3 separate regions of the Mus musculus genome follow, and all the other regions are linked to region 3. Evidence: chromatin contacts called from public Hi-C data. All regions are on one chromosome and are shown on one strand. Each heading gives the region's core, a stretch centred on a gene start, on an enhancer-like site or on the middle of the called end of the contact. The rest is flanking DNA. Distances are from core to core; before and after follow the strand shown. Region 1 overlaps Nhs (NHS actin remodeling regulator). Region 2 overlaps Nhs (NHS actin remodeling regulator). Region 3 holds the start of Nhs (NHS actin remodeling regulator).

The links. A called contact is a pair of places that touch in the nucleus more often than the background predicts.
Region 1: a Hi-C map of embryonic stem cells shows a contact between it and region 3, with 3 times the contacts expected there. The contact joins the enhancer-like site here to the promoter of Nhs in region 3. A contact is called at or near these places in 9 of 39 promoter capture datasets (3T3-L1-derived adipocytes, the HPC-7 cell line, HPC-7-derived erythroid cells and 5 more), 1 of 484 Hi-C or Micro-C datasets (embryonic stem cells), 6 of 115 datasets of contacts at active chromatin or transcription factors (SST interneurons, VIP interneurons, embryonic stem cells and 2 more) and 1 of 9 other capture datasets (adipose tissue).
Region 2: a Hi-C map of olfactory sensory neurons shows a contact between it and region 3, with 1.7 times the contacts expected there. The contact joins the enhancer-like site here to the promoter of Nhs in region 3. A contact is called at or near these places in 13 of 39 promoter capture datasets (the 3T3-L1 cell line, 3T3-L1-derived adipocytes, the HPC-7 cell line and 8 more), 9 of 484 Hi-C or Micro-C datasets (Sertoli cells, beige adipocytes, nephron progenitors and 3 more), 4 of 115 datasets of contacts at active chromatin or transcription factors (SST interneurons, embryonic stem cells, kidney and 1 more) and 1 of 9 other capture datasets (adipose tissue).

What each region holds. Positions count from the first base shown.
Region 1 is chrX:162,051,395-162,054,479 of GRCm38.p6, reverse strand. All of the region lies in intron 1 of Nhs (NHS actin remodeling regulator), which reads left to right. Among named protein-coding and RNA genes, the nearest start is that of Gm26317, 17 kb to the left of the region's middle. Within about 2 kb of position 1,734, at least 3 of the 459 cell types and tissues checked have an H3K27ac peak or open chromatin away from gene starts, as enhancers often do. A contact at or near this core is called in embryonic stem cells, where this site is marked.
Region 2 is chrX:162,077,740-162,080,828 of GRCm38.p6, reverse strand. The region is part of intron 1 of Nhs (NHS actin remodeling regulator); the gene reads left to right. Among named protein-coding and RNA genes, the nearest start is that of Gm26317, 9.8 kb to the right of the region's middle. Within about 2 kb of position 1,493, at least 1 of the 459 cell types and tissues checked has an H3K27ac peak or open chromatin away from gene starts, as enhancers often do. A contact at or near this core is called in olfactory sensory neurons, where this site is marked.
Region 3 is chrX:162,158,035-162,160,929 of GRCm38.p6, reverse strand. It overlaps Nhs (NHS actin remodeling regulator), which reads left to right and starts at 1,489. Exons shown (of 9, transcript NM_001290526.1): 1 at 1,489-2,097. The coding sequence starts at 1,542.

The DNA.
Region 1 (3,085 bases), core at 485-2,984, 110 kb after region 3:
CTGGAACAATCTTGGCTGTCCTGTGGTGTTTGGTTACAAGCTCAGAAGGGTGAGGCCAGCTCAGAAGCCGTAATTTTAGTCCTTGCTGAAAGGCAAGAGGAAGTGAATCGGGCACATTAGGCCATGTAAACAGGTGTCCCCAGGACACAGGGCTGTCTTTTGAACCCTGGAAGAAAGCATGGGCTCAGGGCTTTTGGACTGTGGGCAGACAGTAGAGCTTGAGCTACAAATCCTGATTATAACAGTGCCTGTGTATAAGAAGGCTCCAAGCCATCAATCAGTTTTGGGAGCTTCAGGAAAACAGGTCTCAATCCCCCAATAATGTGCACATCCACAGCTCTGAACCTGACCTCATATTTGCTTCCTGCTGCCTTCCAGTGAGGGTGTTTGACCAATAGAAACTGCTGTCCTCGCAACCTGTTTGAAGAAATTTCCAAGCCAGCACAAATTCAGTCCATATATGCCTCTCCTCACCTGTCTTCTGCCAGCACCCCACCTGCCATTACCACATCCTTCCCCAGTCTGAGCTCCTCTTCTGTCAGCACCTCTTGCCTACACAACTGTCATTCAAGAGTTTCCACTACAGGCAGAGATTCCCGGCAGATAAAGCCCAAATGGTCCAAAAAGGACAGGCCGAGCAGAAAGTTACATTTTATTTGGCCTACTGCCCAACATTTCTTAACCCATTTCGTGACTTCTCCTTCACACCAGAGTCAGAGCGAGAGTCTGCAAACTTACAGATGCTTACCCCTTCTGCCCTCCGCCAAGTCTGAGTGTTTCAACCAGAATGACATTTGGGCCTGGAGACTGAAAAGATGTCCATTTTTTGAAGGGGAAAGGGACTGATTCCTTTCTGCCACTTCAGGCAGGGAAGTCCCTGTGGAGTATGTGGGGCCATGGTGCCAAGTGAGCTATCAGTCTGTATCATGAAACTCAGCTTAGAGTTTAGGAGTTAGAATTTGCATTCTTAACCCTTTCCCTGCTGTGAGCCTTGCTGGGACAGCCTGGTGAAATCTAACCTCTGCACATTCAGGGGCGACAATGTACATAATACATATCCAATTGCAGACGGCATACAGTTGTGAAAAAAAAGTGAATCTTCAGTATAGGAAAGCATATGCTTCAAAATAGCCCACTAATCATCAAGAAGATCTGCATGAAAGGTTAGTTATATTTCCAGAAGCTTGTGACAACTTCATCGAGATGAAAGTATCGGTGGTTTCTGTTGGTTGGTGACAGTGGAACGGGTTCTGCTCACCATGAATGTGCCATCATTTGTAGGTGAAGAAAATGCAGCAGTGTGTTTAAAGGGGAGCCCTTCTGGCATCTCCTGGAACTTTTTTAGAAATGCAACTTCAGGCTCCACCCTGGACAACTGCAGCAGAACATGCATTTAACCGAATTTTCAGGCAGTTCTCTAGGTACATCACAGTTTTGGGAGAACTGATTGGGCACTGATTAGGTGCAGACAAATACTAAATTGGAAGAGCTTCCCAATGGTCGCAAAGACCTCATCGATCAAGAGGGCCAGGCATGGCAGAGAAGCAGTCACTCCTGAGTTAGGTGCCTTAGGTTTGGAGCGTGTTTGCTCCTTTATTGGTTATGTGAGTCTCTGAATCCTCATCTGAAAAGTGAGGTAAATGAGACCTTTGCAGGGGTCACAGTGAGGCCAAAGACTAGGGCAGAGGAGGACAGGAAATGCTGGAAAACCTTACAAAATTAGCACATGAAAAAACCAATTGGGCAGAGAGCAAGGTTGGAAATTCCTCTTCCCCTCACCCACCCACCCACAGTCACAAGGATAAGGCTGCTGTAGGTGCAGAGGCACTCCAGAGTGTCTGATGGTGGTCAATGGTTCTCAGTAATGCTACAAGACATACCTCCAGAGTGGGCACTTAAGATGTATCATACATAGGACACATAAATTTATACATAGAACCATATGTAATAGAATCTGCATAAAAATGCCTATGCTTTGCATCCCAAAACTCTTAGTTATGTGACCCCAAATCCTGACTCTTTGTATAGCTGTGCTGTTTGACCTAGTGAACTCTTTCTTTGGTCCTCCAGTTTGGTTACCTACCCTAGAAGTATTCATTCTTCGCTCTCTCTCTCTCTCTCTCTCTCTCTCTCTCTCTCTCTCTCTCTCTCCCTCTCCCTCTCTCTCTCTCTCTCTCTCTCTCTGTGTGTGTGTGTGTGTGTGTGTGTGGTGACTGCACATGTATGGGTGAGTACACATGCCTGCATGTGACCATGAGGGGGTCAAAAGAAGGATGACAAGTATTTTTTTTCTATCTTCTATCATTTTTCCATCTTATTCCCTTCAGACAAAGTCTGTCTCTGAACTTAGAACTTGGGCTTTGACATTTTGGCTGTGGTGGATAGCCAGTGAGGCTCTGGGATCTACCTATCTCTGTCCCCCTCAGCACGGTGGGAACAGGTACAAACACACACACACACACACACTTCTATAACTATGTATCTCTGATCAGTTTCTTGTTTGGGGACACAAGAGCCTAGAACTCCTTTGAAGGTATCCTCTGAACCCCAGTATCAGCCATTTTGTACAGGAAGATGAAATGAGGTATTGGTTCATATTCAAAGTACAGAATCACTGACGAGTGACTGTGGTTAATTCCACAAAGGCCATCTTTCCAAAATATATGATGATAAAATGTAGCCATCTTTCAAGAGCTCTGATTGCCCCTGTTGTTTAATCAAAGCTTCAGAGAGCTCTTGGCACCGTTGTGAGGCATGGCCTTAGCTTTGGTGCACCTACTCTCTTGTTTTGGCATCCTTGCCTCTTGTCTAGAGTACCCCCTTTCTCACATAGAACACAGATTCTGTTGCTAAGGCCTTTCTCCAGGCAAAGCAATCAGTATCAACAACCACAAAGTAGTCCATTTCTGAGAAATTAGAGTCCATGCTTATAGAATAATAATAATAAAGAAAATCCCCCTCATGTACATGTCAGAAGTCTTATGGTTAAAGTTGAAAATCAAACTTTTTGTATGAGTGTGCCACTGAGGAAGGGACATCCAGCCTCTGAAATCACTTGCCTTTTTTTTGCTCTGGGTCTTGGGTC
Region 2 (3,089 bases), core at 244-2,743, 80 kb after region 3:
GCCTGTCCTAGAATGGCAGGCCCTAAGAAGAGGCTCCATCTAACACAACCTTCCGTCTATACTAAGTGAAGACAGAGGCTCCCATTTCTGAAGTACTCTTGCATTGAGGCCAAAGAAGGAAAATGAAGATGATGAGAAGAGATGTTTCTGTTGATTTCTAGGGTTAGTGCCAGCAGCCGCAGGCAAAGAATACCTTGGAAGATGCCAGCTAAGTGTTTCACGGGAAATAGCGCACTGTTGTGCACAGCTAGAACCATCATCTTGCCTGTCTCTTCCTATTGTCATCCTTTATGAGAAATTATAGAAAAAAAATACTAGAGCACCGTATCTCTGGCTCCCATATAGAGCAGAGTCTACTTTGAGATGAGAGCAAGCCAGGTTATGGTAGTAGTGTTCTGTGGCAAATGCTACAGAAGGGGAGAGCCCACAGCAGGAAAATGCCGACGTCTCTTATGATCCAGCTAGCAATACATGAACACTTGTATTGTTGGTTATTTTGTTTGTTTTGTTTTGTTTTGTTTTGTTTGTGACAGGTTTTCTTGGTGTGTAGCTATCCTGGAACTCAGTCTGTAGACCAGGCTGGCCTCAAAATCACAGAGGTCTTCCTGCCTCTGCTTCCCAAGGGCTGGGATTAAGGGCATGTACCACTGCTGCCCACTTGTATTATCTGCAAAATGCCTTCAATTCCTGGGAGAAAAGATGTAGAACAGAAAATGAGAGTTCTCAAGCAGAATGTGCTAGGAGGTCAGTGACACACATGTGCATCTTCCTTGGGGTGGGGAAAGCTGTTAAGGGGTCAAAAGGGACTCCTATGTCAGTTGGATGACTGCAGTTCATTGACTCCATTCATTAAATGGCTCTACTTGTGGACTGTAGTGCTTTGAGGTTGCTGAGCTTGACTAGAGATTAAGAGACTTTTGGATGATTTGAGAGAAAGTATGGTTGGTGCTGTGGGGTAAATACTTGATGAGTTTGGCTGCTTGGCTCATAAAACTCCTTGCAAATGTTCCCAAGCAACAGACATGAAAAGAATTAAAGGCACACTTTCGAGGTCTGGATTGTGATTTCTTTTCTTTTTCTTTTCTTTTCTTTTCTTTTCTTTTCTTTTCCTTTCCTTTCCTTTCCTTTTCCTTTTCCTTTTCCTTTTCCTTTTCCTTTTCCTTTTCCTTTTCCTTTCCTTTCCTTTCCTTTCCTTTTCTTTTCTTTTCTTTTCTTTTCTTTTCTTTTCTTTTCTTTTCTTTTCTTTTGTATGTGTGTCATATATGGGCAAGATGACAGCAGACTATATAAAGGGAAAGGACTGCCTCTTTGTGCCCTTGGATCAGGGCTGAGATAGGACTGGGGTTGGTCTTTGTCAATACTTGCAATGGTATTTGTAAAGAGAAAGAAAACATAAAATTGTACTTGGCTAATTTTTCAGATTGCTGGAGGAGAAGGTGGAAGAGGAGGTTGCATGCGCCTCAGCAGAAGCTGCTCTGCTGGGAAAACACAAATTCCCCATGCCCCAAATGGAGAGTGTTTTCTTTCTCTTGGAACAGACTGTTTTGGTTTTGTTTTCTGCATTTTTACATTTTTTTTATGTGCAGCAACTGCTGTTTGCCTTGTCTGATTTTTAAATCATCAGATTCATCACTGTGTGAGTCTCCTTTATCATGTATAATACTCACCATGCCTAGGCTGCTTCATACAGGTTTCCTGAGAGACTTTCAACTGTGCTGTATGCTTCCCTGGCTTCATCCTTCTGGCCCTCTGGAGATCGACATTCTGCAGGTCTTTTCTCTCCTCTATGGACTGTCCTCATTAGCTGACTACATTTGAATGTCTAGCATATGGTGATTAGCTCCTACACTGGGTGTTTAAGCTTGCCCTGCAGATTGATATACATCCATGTGTACGTGCCTCCCTCCAAATGCAAGCAGAGCACAGATGTGGTTATTGTGTGGGTAATCATATATTTGCTAGGAAACTAAATAAAGTTTTATCCTCCTGCCTTAGCAGGCATAATATTTACCTCCTTGACCTGGGTGGAGGCAAGAGAGGAGAAAGAGGAGAGTGGGGGAGGGAGAGGGAGAGAGAGAGAGGTGGGGGGGGGAGAGAGAGAGAGAAGCAGGGAGAGAGAGACAGAGAGACAGAGAGACAGAGAGACAGAGAGAGAGAGAAAAGCAGGCATGGGGCAGAAAGGAGAAACTAGAGTGTGGGAGATAGAGATGCCATATGGAAATGGTTGGAAAACAGATGGGGAAGTCTGGAAAAATCCAATTTGTTGTTCTCAGGTGTTTTAAGGAATGTCTCCATATGAGGGTGTTAGAAAGGATATTGGTGCACACAGTATAAGAATGAGATGATGAACGAGGCAACGTCCCAGGTAAGCTTTAAGTAATGAAATTGCATTAGTACCTGATCATTGGATGCAAAAGTTAGATATCTGTGTGTATTAGGCAGGGTCTGAGTGGAAGGAGTTGGCCAGAGTTGGGGCAGTCAAGTACCTCTTAGTGGAAAGAAAAAGCCTGAAAATAATCTTATTGTAATCCTGTCAGCAAGGAAATGGAAAGGGGGAACAGAAAGTTCCTTGCTAGATGGTTGACTAGCCCAGTTGCATCATGGAGCAACAGGCACTGGCAAGAGATCTCTTACCTATTGCCAGACCACTAACCTCCCTTTCTTTGTTATTACCTCAAGGTTTCTGTGTTTGAATTGGTTTTCTGTTTTATTTTGCTTGCTTTTGTTTTAATTTTTGGCACAGGGTCTCATGCTTTTGCTGTGGTTGGTTTGGAGCTCATTATATAAACCAGGCTCCCCTCTAAACCTCCGAGACCTGCCTGCCTCGGCCTCCCAACCCCAGAGTTAGTATTAAAGACAGAGGCCAGCTTCAAAGTGAGATCTTGCTACAGTCCAGAAACACAGACCTTCCTGCCCTGGCCAACACATACATCCAACCTTTATGCTAATGGCTATACCTTTAGAGGTGATGGAAGCCTGTTTCATGTGTTTGATTTATTGATTTAAAAAACCCCTCTATGTTCTGACCCCTGAATTCCATACATAGTTATCTAATGAGAACTAGATTTGTACTCGGACATATGCTTTAG
Region 3 (2,895 bases), core at 240-2,739:
ATTTGCTTGTGACCTTGAATTTTATTTATGTTATATATTTATTTCACAGTACACATAGTACACATTGTGGAAGGATGAAAACTTGTATTTTACTAACAGTCCCCAAAGTCTTTTTAGATTTTCGGCTGCCACCATGTAGCCTGCACACTACTGCATTTGAAAAATGTAGGCCTTTTAAGAAATTATACCTTTTAGTTAACCAAGGGGAAAACTTTCCATTCTTCTGTGAGTCATCCTCTCTCCCATGGGAAACTTTAAAAACCCAGTGTTGGATTAGCACAGTAGGGCGACAAGGAGGTAATCCGATTCACTTCACTCAATGTGCAATGAATTTTGCAAGTGACTTTCTGGGGTGGGAGGTTGCTCACTAGTAATTTGGGTCTCAGTCATGATGTTCTGTAGAAGGCAGCTCTCAAGGCAGACCAAAACAGGATGCCAGAAAAATGGTATAAACAGTCGTCTGGCCACTCTGGCCATGTGGGAATGCACCCATGCTGCGTCACCCTTCCCAGCTGTCTCTGTGAACGCGGCGCCTGGGGCACTTTAAGGAGCAGCCCAGATTTCCCCTCTAAGAACCCAAAGACTTGACAGAGCTAGAATTCTGAGACAACTTGCTCCAACACGAATCGACAGCATCCCCAATACTTTCCTTCCTCTTAGCTGGCTACCAGCATCTCCACTCTCAACTTGAGGACACCCCGCCCCCACCACGCTCATAGTCTCAATTCTAACCTCTGAGACGGGTTTGAGAAAGTGCCCGCGGTGGAACGCACCAGGCGCGGTCCAGCCACCAGTGACTCCCAGCGGCCGCACAGGGCGCTGCGCCCCTCTCGCCCTGGCCTCCCCCGCCCGGCGTCCGCCCTGCCGCCCCCGCGCCGCCTCCTGAGCCAGGGCTGGAGGCGGATTCCTCTGTCCGGGTTTTCAGAGCGCCTTTCCGAAATCTCCTCCCCGCCCAGAAAGAGAGAGAGATCCCAGGCGCAATCGCTCCCCGGAGCGGCCGAGGGGCGCGCGGGGAGAGGCCTGCGCCGGGGTACTTTCAAACTGAGGCGCGCGCACACACTCACACCCACCCACCCACCCACCCACCTAGACACACACGCGGACAAACACACACACACGCGATCACACACACATACACACTCACTCACTCACACACACATACACACACGCCCATTTATATAGGCGGCGGCAGTGGCCAGGGCGGCGGCAACGGGCTCAGGAGCGATGGAGCTGAGCCGGCTGACCCCGGTTGAAAGCAAGTGAGGAGGACCCAAGCACACTCCGAGATTTCCGTGCTCAGCGCTTGTCATCTTTCCTAGACAGCCGTGCTCCCGGAGGAGGACAGGTCAGACTAAGCTGTGAAGGAGAGGGTGGGCAAGAGGAGGAGGCCAGGTGAGCAGAGGAGCCCTCAGCGTCTCTGGACTGCCCGGATCGCTCCTTGCCGGACTCCTGCCCTCTCCTCGCTCAGGTGGGCGCGCCAGGTCTCTAGCTCACAAGGGTCGCTCAGAGGAGAAGGGAAAGTCGCGGCCCGGCTGCGCGGGATGCCTTTCGCCAAGCGGATCGTGGAGCCGCAGTGGCTTTGCCGGCAGCGGCGCCCGGCGCCCGGCCCAGATGAGGACACGAGTGGAGGCAGCGTTGAGCCGCCGCCGCCCCTGCAGCCGCCTGGCCGGCGGGAAGAGGCCGAGGCACCGGAGCCAGAAGAGCCTCCTCGTGTGCCCCCTGCGCCTCTCCCACTGCCACCTCTGCCGCCGTCTTTGCCGGCGCCGGCCGAGCAGGATCAGCAGCCACCCAGCGAAGCGCGGGAGGCCGGGGAGGAGAGCGTGGCGGGGGTCTCGGAGGCAGCATCGGCCCCAGGCGAGACGTCCGAGGCTTCAGCCGAGGCTGTGCTGCTCATGTTAGACCTGTGCGCGGTCAGCAACGCTGCGCTGGCCAGGGTCCTCCGGCAGCTCTCAGACGTAGCCCGGCACGCGTGCAGCCTCTTCCAGGAGCTCGAGAGCGACATCCAGCTTACTCACCGCCGTGTCTGGGCGCTGCAGGGCAAGCTCGGTAGCGTGCAGCGCGTCCTCAGCACGTTGGACCCCAAGCAGGAGGCAGTGCGTGAGTACCAGCGCCGTCCATCCTCTAGGGTGCTAGGCTCAGCGCCTCACCCTTTTACTGTCTCCACTCACCACAATCCCAGGCCCGAGGCGCCTAGCCTGCTGCAACTTGCACCTTACTCTTGCCTTTCTTCCCTTCTGCCCTGAGATCCACCCCAGTACTCCGGGTTGAGTAGCTGGGGTGGCCCCTGACCGATGCAGGCATGCAGGCATGGAGGGCAGAAAGTTAAAAGGACGGCTTCTGAACTCATAGACACCCTTGGCGTTCAGAATGGGCAGGTGGGGAGCATTTAGGGAGCCAGACAGGAGGTAGAGAAAGAAGGTCTGTCATTTACCACTGGGACAGACATGCCTTTCATGTCCTTGGGAAGAAGGAGGGGGTGCAACTCCTGTAGCTTCCAGGAGCCCACTACCGGGTTGCACTTTTGGGGGGGTCTTAAAAGTAGTAGGTGTCCTTTTAAGATGTCTGTGGGAGACAAGGTGCTTTGTCACACTTGCTGTGGCCTCGGGTGCCCGGGTCTCGTGCCTTTGGAAGGTGTGTGACCTAGTCCAGCATCATTGGCTGGCTGCCTAGAATGAACTCCACTGTGCTCTATGGAGAACCCTGGGAACAGGAAAGGCCTTGATGAGGGCCTGGAAGGAATGCCTGGACCTTGGGGAAGATAAGGGGATCCCCGAGTGTCTTTTCTGCCCTGGGTTAGTTACCTAGGGCTCTTAATGAATGCTCCTTTGGACTATCTGTCTTCTGAGCATCCCACAAACTCTTCTTCCTCCGTCTTAGTGCCTTGTTGCACAAATC